Linked DNA regions of Callithrix jacchus: region 2 is linked to region 1. A link is a contact called in public Hi-C data. All regions are on one chromosome and are shown on one strand. The core of a region is the stretch at or near the end of the contact, and the rest is flanking DNA. Distances in the headings are between cores, read along the strand shown. Region 1 has its middle 14 kb from the start of HSPB1. Region 2 holds the start of YWHAG (tyrosine 3-monooxygenase/tryptophan 5-monooxygenase activation protein gamma).

The links. A called contact is a pair of places that touch in the nucleus more often than the background predicts.
Region 2: a Hi-C map of skeletal muscle shows a contact between it and region 1, with 2.0 times the contacts expected there. The contact joins the promoter of YWHAG here to the enhancer-like site in region 1. A contact is called at or near these places in 2 of 3 Hi-C or Micro-C datasets (both in skeletal muscle).

What each region holds. Positions count from the first base shown.
Region 1 is chr2:11,077,076-11,082,973 of calJac240_pri, forward strand. No RefSeq gene overlaps it. Among named protein-coding and RNA genes, the nearest start is that of HSPB1, 14 kb to the left of the region's middle. Within about 2 kb of position 3,131, at least 15 of the 16 cell types and tissues checked have an H3K27ac peak or open chromatin away from gene starts, as enhancers often do. A contact at or near this core is called in skeletal muscle, where this site is marked.
Region 2 is chr2:11,118,326-11,124,223 of calJac240_pri, forward strand. It overlaps YWHAG (tyrosine 3-monooxygenase/tryptophan 5-monooxygenase activation protein gamma), which reads right to left and starts at 2,226. Exons shown (of 2, transcript XM_002743951.5): 1 at 1,959-2,226. The coding sequence starts at 2,045.

The DNA of each region.
Region 1 (5,898 bases), core at 1,881-4,380:
TTGAAAAACTCTGACACCTCCCCACAGCCCCTCTCCCCAGCCCCACACCCAGCCAGATTCTTATCTGCCCCGGGTGTCCAAGAGCCTTCAAGCCTCCTTGAATTTCCCTCCTGGAGGACCCAGCCCACTCTCTCTGCCTTGGAAGGGTCTGGCAGCCAAGGCCTGGGCCTGGGCCCCCGCCCCACCCTGTCGCACCTCTGCTGCAGGGGGAGTTGGTCACGGTTTCTATTCTGGTCCTAATCAGAACTGGCACATATTAGGAGGCACCTGCTAGCTGCCAATCACTCGTTAGCTTATTAAATCCTCTGCAACCCTACTCCACGGAGAGGCAGCATGGAATCGCAGTTATGCCTGCAGGAACTCATGTACACTGCCTGGATTCGATCCCATTTGGCCACTTCCTTTTTTTTTTTTTTTTTTGAGATGGAGTTTTGCTCGTGTTGCCCAGGCTGGAGTGCAGTGGCCAGATCTTGGCTCATTGTACCCTCTGCCTCCCGGATTCAAGCGATTCTCCTGCCTCAGCCTCCCTAGTAGCTGGGATTACAGGCATGCGTCACCATGCCCAGCTAATTTTGTATTTTTAGTAGAGACAGGGTTTCTCCATGTTGGTCAGTCTGGTCTCGAACCCACCTCAGCCTCCTGGAACAAAAGGCGTGAGCCACCGCGCCCGGCCTGGGCACTTACTTTTTAAGTGTGGGACTTTGGCTGTGTTGCTAACTCTCAGTTTCTTCATCTGCAAGATGATGCGATTATACGAATGAATACCTAAGGAGTCTGTTTTCTGAAACAGGACCTTGCCCAGTCACCCAGGCTGGCGTGCATTGGCGCCATTACGACTCACTGCAGCCTTGAATTCCCGGGTTCCAGCTATCCTCCTGCCTCAGCCTCCTAAGTAGCCGGGTCTACAGACATTTGTCAATATGCCTGGTTAATTTTGTAATTTTTGGTAGAGACGGGGTCTTGCGATGTTGGCCAGGCTGGTCTGGAACTCCTGGCCTCTGGTGATCCTCCTGCCTCAACTTCCCAAAATGCTGGGATTACAGGCTTCAGCCTCTGCACCTGGCCACTGTGAATCTTTAGAACACTGCCCAGAGCAAATAGTCAGCACTCAGTCACTGCTAAACATTTTTGAAGTAGGTTGTATTACTCCCATTTTACAGATAAGGAAACTGACCCCCTAAAAGGCTAAATACCTTGAGAGATTATGTCACCTAACTAGGACATGGTGGGATGAGAATCCAAATCCTGAGATCTTAAGCCTTCCTCCTCCAACAGCCCTTTATTCAGAAAATGAGACATTGGGTCGGGCACAGTGGTTTTCACCTGTGATCCCAATACTTTAGGAGCTGAGACTTGAGGTCCGGTATCTGAGACTAGTCTGGGCAACATAATGAGACCCTGTTTCTTTCTTTCTTTTTCTTTTTTCTTTAAAGAGACAGGGTCTCGCTATGTTGCCCAGGCTGGAGTGCAGTGGCTATTCACAGGCACGATCCCACCACTGATCAGCATGGGAGTTTTGACCTGCTCCATTTCCGACCCGGGCCGGTTCACCCCTCCTTAGGCAACCTGGTGGGCCCCCGATCCGGGGAGGTCATCATATTGATGCCGAAATTAATGTGGACACCCGATCGGCATAGCGCACTACAGTCCAGAACTCCTGGGCTCAGGAGATCCTCCTACCTCAGAGACCCTGTTTCTTTTTCTTTTTTTTTTTTTTTTTGAGATGGAGTTTCACTCTTGTTACCCAGGCTGGAGTGCAATGGGGCGATCTCAGCTCACCACAACCTCCGCCTCCTGGGTTCAAGTAATTCTCCTGCCTCAGCCTCCTGAGTAGCTGGGATTACAGGCACGCACCACCATGCCCAGCTAATTTTTGTATTTTTAGTAGAGATGGGGTTTCACCTTGTTGACCAGGATGGTCTTGATCTCTTGACCTCGTGATCCAACCGCCTCGGCCTCCCAAAGTGCTGGGATTATAGGCTTGAGCCACTGCGCCCGGCCGACCCTGTTTCTTAAAATAAATAAATAAATAAATAAATAAATAAATAATCAGCTGGGTGGTAAGTCCCAGCTACTTGGGGGCCCAAGAGTTGGAGGCTGCAGTGACCTATAATTGCACCACTGCACTCCAGTCCAGCCTGGGCAACAGAGTGAGACCCTGTCTCTAAAAAAGAAAGAGGCCCGGCGTCGTGGCTCACACCTGTAATCCCAGCACTTTAGGAGGCAGAGGCAGGTGAATCACCTGAGAAAAGGAGTCCGAGACTAGCCTGGCCAACGTGGTGAAACCTCATTCCTACTAAAAATACAAAAATTAGCCAAATGTGGTGGCATGAACCTGTAATCTCAGCTACTCAGAAGGCTGAGGCAGGAGGATCGCTTCAACCCAGGAGCCGGAGGTTGCAGTGAGCTGAGATCGTTCCATTGCATTCCAGCCTGGGTGACAAAAGCGAAACCCCGTCAAGAAAAGAAAAAAAGAAAGAGAAAATAGGCATTGCTGTGTGACAGAATCCCACCTTTTAAACAGCAGCCACATTGGAATTGATTTTTAATTCCTAAATCCCGCCTTGATAGTGAATTGGGCAACTCGTCTCCCTCGGCCTGAGATTATACAACTCTATGTCAGGAGATGAGAAGTGGGGAGATTGGGTATCTTTAATCCATTTCTGACATCTTTCAGGACTGATGGGGGACAGCCCTAGCCCTGGCTGGCCGCCGCTGTTCAATTCAAAGTTATCACCATCAGGACCGTGGGAGGGAAGGGCATTCGAGCAGAGGGTCTTGCAGGGCGCACAGGAGGCATGCGGCGGCCGAGTTTGGACAGGTAGGTTGGGACCTAGCAATGGAGGGCCTGGGATACCAAAGAGAGGCAGGGGGAAGGCCTCAGTGTCCCCAGGACACCAGATCTGCCCCCTTCCTCACTGCTGCAACCATGGTGCCCACGTGTAAGGTGATGGAACCTGTCAGACCCAGGTCGCCACCAGAAACCTCCCAGCTGTTGTGTGCGTCGGGGGCCAGGAGTTTCCTCTTCTGCAATCTGCTGATAACGCAGACCTCCCAGGGCTGTTTCCAGAAGCAGGGATGTGTAGGTAAGAATGGATAGCAAACCAATACAGGCTGGGATACGAGAGATCACGTCATTGTTCAGATAGGGAAACTGAAGGTCCGGCGTGGGACCAAGGACCCACCACGACCCCAAGGCTCCGCCCTCCCAAGCACGTAACAAAGGTGCAGGCTGAAGACGGAGGAGAGAGAAGCGGGTTAAATTGGGAGATAAAGCTCCCGGGTGGCTGGAGGACCGGGTTTGCAACAAATGAAGCCCTGGAGCAGCAGAGCGGGCCCATTCCGGAGCAAAGACCAAGGCCCTAGCAACAGGCCGACTATTGGTGGAGCGGGGACACGCTGGCCTGTGATTGGCTCTTGCCGTGCCTGAGAGGGAGGGGGCTGCCTCCCGGCACGGGGCTGCGAACACAGCCGCGGCCCCGCCCAATCCACATCCGGGCCTCGGCGTAGTCCGGGGACCCTGGTCTCTGCGCGGTCCGAGAATCCGGTGCTTCCGTCGAGAAACCCGTGCACCAGAGGTGCGCCATTACACACCGGGGCCAGGGACGAACGGCTCGCCGGTGCAAAGCAGCCCCCCCTTTACTGGAGACGCCAGCAGCAAAAGGCCTCCTTGGCCCGGGGTCTGGGCGTTTGGGGAAGGGAGGTACTCAAGAGTTTGGGCGGAGGATGGAGCTCCCAGATGAGTTAGACCCGGGGGTGGCCGGGCTCGAGGGCGCTGTTGCAGTCCGGGGTCCGGAAGAGGCGGTCCCGGGGAGAGCCAGCTTCAGAGCTTGGAGGGGTCAGCAGGGGACCGGACCGCAGGTGCCCTCAGGTGGGAGTAGGGAGGGGACTCAGACCTGGACCAGGAGGGATGCCGAATCCCTACGCCCAGCTCCGGGGCCTTAGCAAACCAGCATCATCGCAGCGTTCTGTACCCCAAAGAATGGGGCAGGGGCAGCCAGACCAGTTGTGGTTGGTGCGTGGGTGAAGCCCTGAGGGATGGGGCCGCTGCTATTTTGCTGTGTTTTGTACTTACCCAGTTTCATTTTGGCTCTGTCACCACTAGGCGAAAGAAATCGAAGTGCTAACTAACATACCATGGGGAGCAATGATTATCACTCATCTTGCTGCCGCCCCAGCAGTAGGAGGTGGCATCTGTTTGACCTTGGAGATTTGGGCGGTATTTAAGGAGATTACATGAAAAAAAAAAAAGACTCACCCCAAAATGCTTGCAGTCAGCTACAAGTTGCTCTGTCCTTTATACCTTTTAGTCATCCTTCATTTTCTGAATCTATCTTGTCTGTTTCTAATGTAGTCTCCTGATTTAGGGCAAGAGAGTATTTTTTTTACTCTTGATCTGCCCACTACCCACACTCCTTGTCCGAGACTTTACTCAGCAAACTTAGCAGGCAAAACCCCTAATAAACTATAATACTAAAAAAAAACCTCTCTTGGGCTGGGCACAGTGGCTCACGCCTGTAAACCCAGCACTTTGGGAAGCCGAGGTGGGCAGATCACGAGGTCAGGAGTTTGAGACCAGCCTGACAAACATGGTGCAACCCCATCTCTACTAAAAATACAAAAATTAGCCGGTGTGGTGGCGCACGCCTGTAATTCCAGCTACTCAGGAGGCTGAGACAGGAGAATCGTCTGAACCCAGGAGGTGAAGGGTGCAGTGAGCCAAGATCACACACCACTGCACTCCAGCTTGGGTGGCAGAGCGAGACTCTGTCTCAAAACAAAACAAAAAATACCACCTCTTGGAAGGCAGTCTGCTTTGATAAACCTGGTGGAATAAAAAATCAGGTTTCACTCTGGTTTTAAAGAACCGACAACCCAGCTGGGCATGGTGGCTCACACCTGTAAATCCCAGCAGTTTGGGAGGCCGAGGCAGAAGGATTGCTTAAGCCCAGGCGTTCAAGACCAGCCTGAGCAACACAGTATAGTAAGACCCAGTCTCTGCAAAAAAAATTTTAATTAGCCAGGCAAGGTAGCCCAGCTACTTGGGACGCTGAGGCAGGAGGATTGCTTGGAGTCTAGGAATTGGAAGCTGCAATGAGCTGTGACTGACTGCATCACTGCATTCCAGCCTGGGCAACAGAACGAGATCCTGTCTCAAAAGAAAAAAACTGACAACCAGTGAAACCCCATCTCTAAAATCTGGCTTCAGATTAAGAGAGTAAAAAGAGGTTTTCATGTATCTTCTCAGCTCCTAAGAGCCAGTGAATGGTAGGGTAATTTCCCCATCACAGTGGGAAGAACTAGTATAACAGCAAGATCGTGATTATCCCCGGGTAGATCCAATATGAAGGAAGCAGCTCAGGCATGCTTCCTGTTCCTGAGTTAACTGGAGTAAATAAGGTGGGCTGCGCCGTCTCCCCAGCTCCCCCATGCCTAGGGCAGAACAGCTGCAGCCCACCAGGACTCTGGGCCTAGTGAGGATGTATGTGGAACACTTTGTGAGTAAAAGCCAGTCCTCATTGAGGCACCTCTTATTTTTTGAGATGGAGTCTCTCTGTCCCCCGTGCTGGAGGGCAGTGGCGAGATCTTGGCTCACTTGCAACTTCCTCCCTGAGTTCAAGCAATTCTCCTGCCTCAGCCTCCTGTGTAGGGATTACAGGCACCTGCCACCACGCCTGGCTCATTTTTTTTTGTATTTTTAGTAGAGACAGGGTTTCACCATGTTAACCAGGCTGGTCTCAAACGCCTGATCTCAGGTGATCTGCCCACCTCAGCCTCCCAAAGTGCTGGGATTACAGGCAAAAACCACTGCACCAGGTTGAGGGTGTCCTTTTTTTAAGGAGAAATATGAACATTGGGAGTAAAATGCCAGTGGTGACTTTTTTTTTTTTTAGATGG
Region 2 (5,898 bases), core at 976-3,475, 40 kb after region 1:
GCCAGCAATAGGGGGAACAAGGCCTAGCTAGAGGTCACAGATCTGCATGTCTAAGGGTAAATGAAATCCTTATTTTTTGGACTAATTCTTATCTGGTGGAATATGAAGAGCTGGATTCCACCTGGCTTATCGGCTAATTTCTGCATTACCTTGGACAAATGCCATTTGCACACTCCCTATCAGCCCTTAGGTGCATTGCAGCCTCTGTGTCATTGTGTGACATCACTTGGTTGCTATGGATATAGGTGCGAGGTCACTCGCTTTCCTGTGGAACTAGAAATATGGAAAAATTAGAAGAGTCTAAATAACACGAACTGAAGATATTTCCAATACTGATACCTATTAGCAGTGCAACTTACATCACTCGAGCATTAAAACTTTAGAAGACAGAGACTGTGACCACAGCAGTACCCCCAATTTCAGAACCAATTCTCTTCTTTAATAAAATAACAACCTTTCTTTGTGAATATGGCTGGTTTAAATATAAAGGTATCAGCACTCTCCTCTTCTGAGAACCGGTTAAGTTATTCAAGAATTGACCTGTAATATCAATAATGCTTCATTTAAAAGCTGTAACATGCAAGGTACATACACTTCAGCATCCACTTCACAATGGAGATGTATTTGAAAACCTTTGTTACATAAGGCAGGAAGTTAAATATTAAGATAGTGGGGCTCAGAAATCATTAATTAGATTAATTAATTTTCAACCTTTCATTTCCTAAAGTTCAATACTTCCCCCTCCTCTAGTATCAAACTGGTTGACAGCCCATTAGATAAATGTGACATTACTGACAAAATGGTGCAATCCAGGGAGGAATCTGCGACCCAGACAAAATGCGACAACTGGGGATCAGGATTCTCTTCATCGGCAGGAAGATGGACTCGCTTAAAAAAAAAGCCTCAGAGGCATCTAACAACAAAAACATTTTTAAAGGACTTTTTCCCCTTTAAAATAACTCCTCCCAGCCTCCACCCAGTCTAGGCTCTCTGCAATATGACAAATGCAGAATCTTCTGGAACGACTTGACACTGCCTCTCACCACCGCTTTGTTTGCAGTATCAGATCAGACAGAATATTTCCCCCCAACTTATAGGAATTTCAACAGACGCGTGCCTGTATGCAAAAAAGAAACGGCTTATGTCACAGATCGAACCAGTCAGCTACATTCGCCACCTTTTATTTTGGAGGCAACACCTACCCTTTTCAAAACAAAAACATTAGGGGATAAGATGGAGATGACATGTTGAGAACGATCAATGAAAACGCTAGCGAGATAAACGTTCCCCCTTCCTAAAAGCCGGAGGACTCGCTTTGGGGGAATGGAGAAAGAGGAGCCTTTTGTTAAGAAAAACGAGAGCAAGGTGGTTTCGATTTTGCACCACAGGGCTCAGGTTTTCAAGAGACCCCCCTACACGATGTTCCTGGGAAGGTTCTCAGGGATCTGTCGGGAGAGACGGTGGGGAAGATTTTGGGGGGGCTCGGGAGGCGGAAAACCGGGAGACCTGCTGAGTGAATGGGAAAGGCGCCGCCCAGACACCAGGGAGAGAAAGAGGAACCGCATCCATGCGGTCCCCCGCCCCCACGCCCAGGCTGGGAGGAGGGGGGAAGTGGGGCACAAAGGATGCGCACGGCTCCCCGCTAGGGTCCCCTGCACCCCCAGAGCCGCGGGGGCCGGAGAACCCGCTCCCAAGTCCAGGCCCGCAGGACCCCGCCCCGGCCCGCGCCCGCGCAGGGCCTGAGAGGCAGAGCCGCGGGGCCCCGGGAACGCCAGCAGAGGCCGCGTCACAGCCAGGGTTCCCGTCGCCTCTCGGGACCCTCCCCAGGGCCCCTCAGTGAGCGAAACGGTGCAGTCACCCCGCCATCGCGACAAGGCGATGAAGCCCTGGGCCTTCCACGCCGAGGACCGCGTCTCCGGAGGGGCAGGGAGTGGCGGGGGAGGGGAGGAGACACTCACGTTCTTCATGGCCGCGGCCATGTCGTCGTAGCGCTCCGCCTGCTCGGCCAGCCGGGCTTTCTGCACCAGTTGCTCGCGGTCCACCATCGTCGCGGAGCTGGGTCGGGCCGGAGAAAAAGAAGGACACTGGGGCGGCCTGAAGGGCTTAGAGGGCGCGGCTGGAGCCCAAGTGGCCGAGGGGACCAACCCACAGGGCAAGCGGCTGAGGCGGCAGCTGCGCGGAGTAGGCGGCTGGAGCTGCGACCGCGGGACCAGGCGCGAGGCGGCTGCGGCTGCTGTGCGTGCCACGGACGGACAACCCTCTGCGGCCCCGCCCACGCTGCGTGACGCAGCCAGTCCCCGCCCGCCCGCAAGCCCCGCCCAGGCCCCGCCCGGGCCGGGCCACAGTTGGGGCTCCCCGCTCCCCAACTCGGCTCACTGCGCGTCTTTCGGGCACCCTGTCCTTTCCCACTGAGCCCCCACGCTTTCCTTTATTCGCTTCACTCCTCAGTTCCCTCGCCCCAGCTTCTCCAGACGCCCCCTTATCCCTTCCCCTTGAGCCCTCAGCACGCCAGGCTTCCGACGCATGGGCCTCTGGGAATTGTAGTTCAACCTGCCTTGGGCTGAGGCGTTGGCAAGACCAAGGACAAAGGGGCGGTCAATACTACAACTCCCAGCGGACGTAGCGCGCAGGCACAGGAGGACGAACGGGGAGGGGTGGTGGGATTGGTTCGAATCCCGAGGCCGCTGGGGACCCCTGGCGGGGATCAGGGCTGCATCGGTACCTGCGAGTGCTGATTCACCGCCCCGCCCCAAATTCTACGGGAAATTACGAGAGGAGGGGTCAGGGGCCTCAGTCCTAGACCCTGTTTCCGAGATCGCTTAGTAGATCGTGGTGTGGGAAAGACAGGAGGCGCGTCCCTTGCAGATCCAGACTCACAGTGTGGTGCCTGCCCGCGGGATGGCTGAATTAAGCAGCCAGACCCTGGGGACTGTCACCTCTTCCCCCAACGAGCTTCCGCTAACCCCCCCACCCCACCTTGAGGTTCTTGGGTCTGACTAGGTGAAAACAAATACCGCCTGGCCACACTGGTTGGTTTCCAGAAAGGATGCAGCTGTCTGCTGGCTGACCCTGGAGGACCCCTTCTTCCTCTCTAGGGTGGAGTACTAAAGATTTAGTTCAGCTACCAGGAGCCTACTCCACGCCTAACTGGGCTGTGTCTAGGGCTTGGCTGTCCAGCCTTCTCTCCCCTCCCAAAACATACATACATACTGATGTCATGCTGATATATTCTCTTTCATATGCTTCCCTTTCTTAATATTCCACATAGCTTGCAGATACCATAATTTTTTTGCTTTGTTTTGGTTTTTGTACAGACAGGGGTCTAGCTTTGTTGCCCAGGCTGGTCTCAAACTCCTGGGCTCAAGCGATCCTCCTGCCTTGGCCTCCCAAAGCACTGGGATTACAGACGTGAGCGACTATGCCTACAGGCCCCATAGTTTTGACTGCACATTGTATTTACTTTATTCAACAATTATCTGTGAGAAGCTACTGTGTTCCAAGCCCTATTCTAAGCCATGAAGTACAGTAGTGAACAAAACAGACAAAAATCCCTACCCAAGAAGATATGTAGAATATGCTAGAAGTCAATAAGAAGTAAGCTTTGGCCAAGCACGGTGGCTCACACCTGTGATCCCAGCACTTTGGGAGGCTGAAGCGGGTGGATCACCTGAGGTCAGGAGTTAAAGACCAGGCTGGCCAACACAGTCAAACCCTGTCTCTACTAAAAATTCAAAAATTAACCAGGCATGATGGCAGGCGCCTATAATCCCAGCTACTCTGGAGACTGAGGCAGGAGAGGTTGCAGTGAGCCAAGATTGTACTGCTGCACGATCTTGGATAGAGCAAGACTCCATCCAAAAAAAAAAAAGTGACTTCTCATCTAAACGATAAAGCAATGTTAACATATCAGAGCTGTTTGCAGACAAGGTTGCAAAGACAGCAGAAAACTTTCTTTCTCTGAGCACTAGAGAGAAAGGATTTAGTTATAAGGGTTCCTGCTTTCACAGAATGATTCCAGGGTTTATGTGTCAGGGTGGTGACTTCCCACACCATAATGGCACTGGTGACGAGTCTATCTACGACGAGAAATTTGATGACCAGACCTCATCCTGAAGCATACAGGTCCTGGCATCTTGCCCATGGCAGATGCTGGACCCAACACACACACTTTCCAGTTTTTCATCTGCACCGCTTGGACTGAGAGGTTAGATGGCAAGCATGGTGGTCTTCAGCAAGGTGAAAGAAAGCATGAATACTGTGGAGACCACGGAGTGCTGTGGGTCCAGGAATGGCAAGACCAGCAATGGCCAGGCACGGCGTCTCACGCCTATAATCCCAGCACTTTGGGAGGCCGACGCAGGCAGATCACTTGAGGTCAGGAGTTTGAGACCAGCCCGGCCAACATGGTGAAAACCCAGCTCTGCTACAAATACAAAAATTAGCCAGGCAGGTGATGGACGCCGGTAGTCCCAGCTACTCAGGAGGCTGAAGCAGGAGAATCACTGGAACTGGAGAGGAAGAGGTTGCAGTGAGCCAAGATTGCACCATTGCGGTCCAGCCTGGGCAACAAGAGTGAAACTCCATCTCAAAAAAACAACAATGAAAAAGAAGGTCACCTATTCAGGAATGCTTGGGTAAAGGGATTAAAAGAAAAAAGATCACCATTGCTGACTGTGGACAACTCTAATAAATTTTACTTGTGTTTTATCTTAACCACCAGACCATTCCCTCTGCAGCTCAGGAGAGCACCTATCCACCTTGTTTGCTCCCAGTATCCTATAATCTCTGTGCTCTTGCTACAGCACCCTTTGCATTCCATGTTTCTCTTATTCCCGTCCATGTCTGGCTAGATTGCAGAATTAAGTTTGTGATTATGAAATAAAAACTAAATAACAACAAAAAAATCAATAAGAAGTGAAAGATAAGGCCGGGCGCGGTGGCTCAAGCCTGTAATCCCAGCACTTTGGGAGGCCGAGGCAGGTGGATCACGAGGTCAAGAGATCGAGACCATCCTGGTCAACATGGTGAAACCCCGTCTCTACTAAAAATACAAAAAATTAGCGGGGCACGGTGGCGCGCGCCTGTAATCCCAGCTACTCGGGAGGCTGAGGCAGGAGAATTGCCTGAACCCAGGAGGTGGAGGTTGCGGTGAGCCGAGATCACGCCATTGCACTCCAGCCTGGGTAACAAGAGCGAAACTCCGTCTCAAAAAAAAAAAAGAAGTGAAAGATAAAATACGAAACATGAAGAATGCATGATACTCTGGAATGAAAGAGATTCCGTGGGGGAATATTGCCGACTCTATGCCAGATGCTGGAGGACCCCTGTCCTCAAGGAATTCAGAGTGTGTTAAGCATTGTAAATATTTTGTTTAAAAAATAACTTCTCCCAGGCTGCAAAGGAAGAGGCTCTGAAAAGCTTCTCCAGGGAGTTTGGTGACGTTTCCAACCCAGCGTTTTTTTGAGACAGAGTCTTGCTCTGTCACCCAGGCTGGCGTGCAGTGGCGTGGTCTTGGCTCACTGCAACCTCTGCCTCCTGGGTTCAACTGATTCTTCTGCCTCAGCCTCCTAAGTAGCTGGGATTACAGGCACCCACTACCACGCCCAGCTACTTTTTCTATTTTCAGTAGAGATGGGGTTTCACTATGTTCTGGTGAGGCTGGTCAGGCTGGTCTCGAACTCCTGACCTCACGTGATTCACCCATCTTGGCCTCCCAAAGTGCTGGGATTACACCCAGCCCAACTCAGCCTTTAAAGGACTGTAGGATTTGAGAGCAAGCAGAGGTACAGTTAGCAAGACTCAAAGCCAAGCTCCTCTCTGATTTCTTGATGTATGTACTTATTTTTGTGAGATGGGATCTCACTACTTTGCCCAGGCTGGAGTGCAGTGGCATGATCA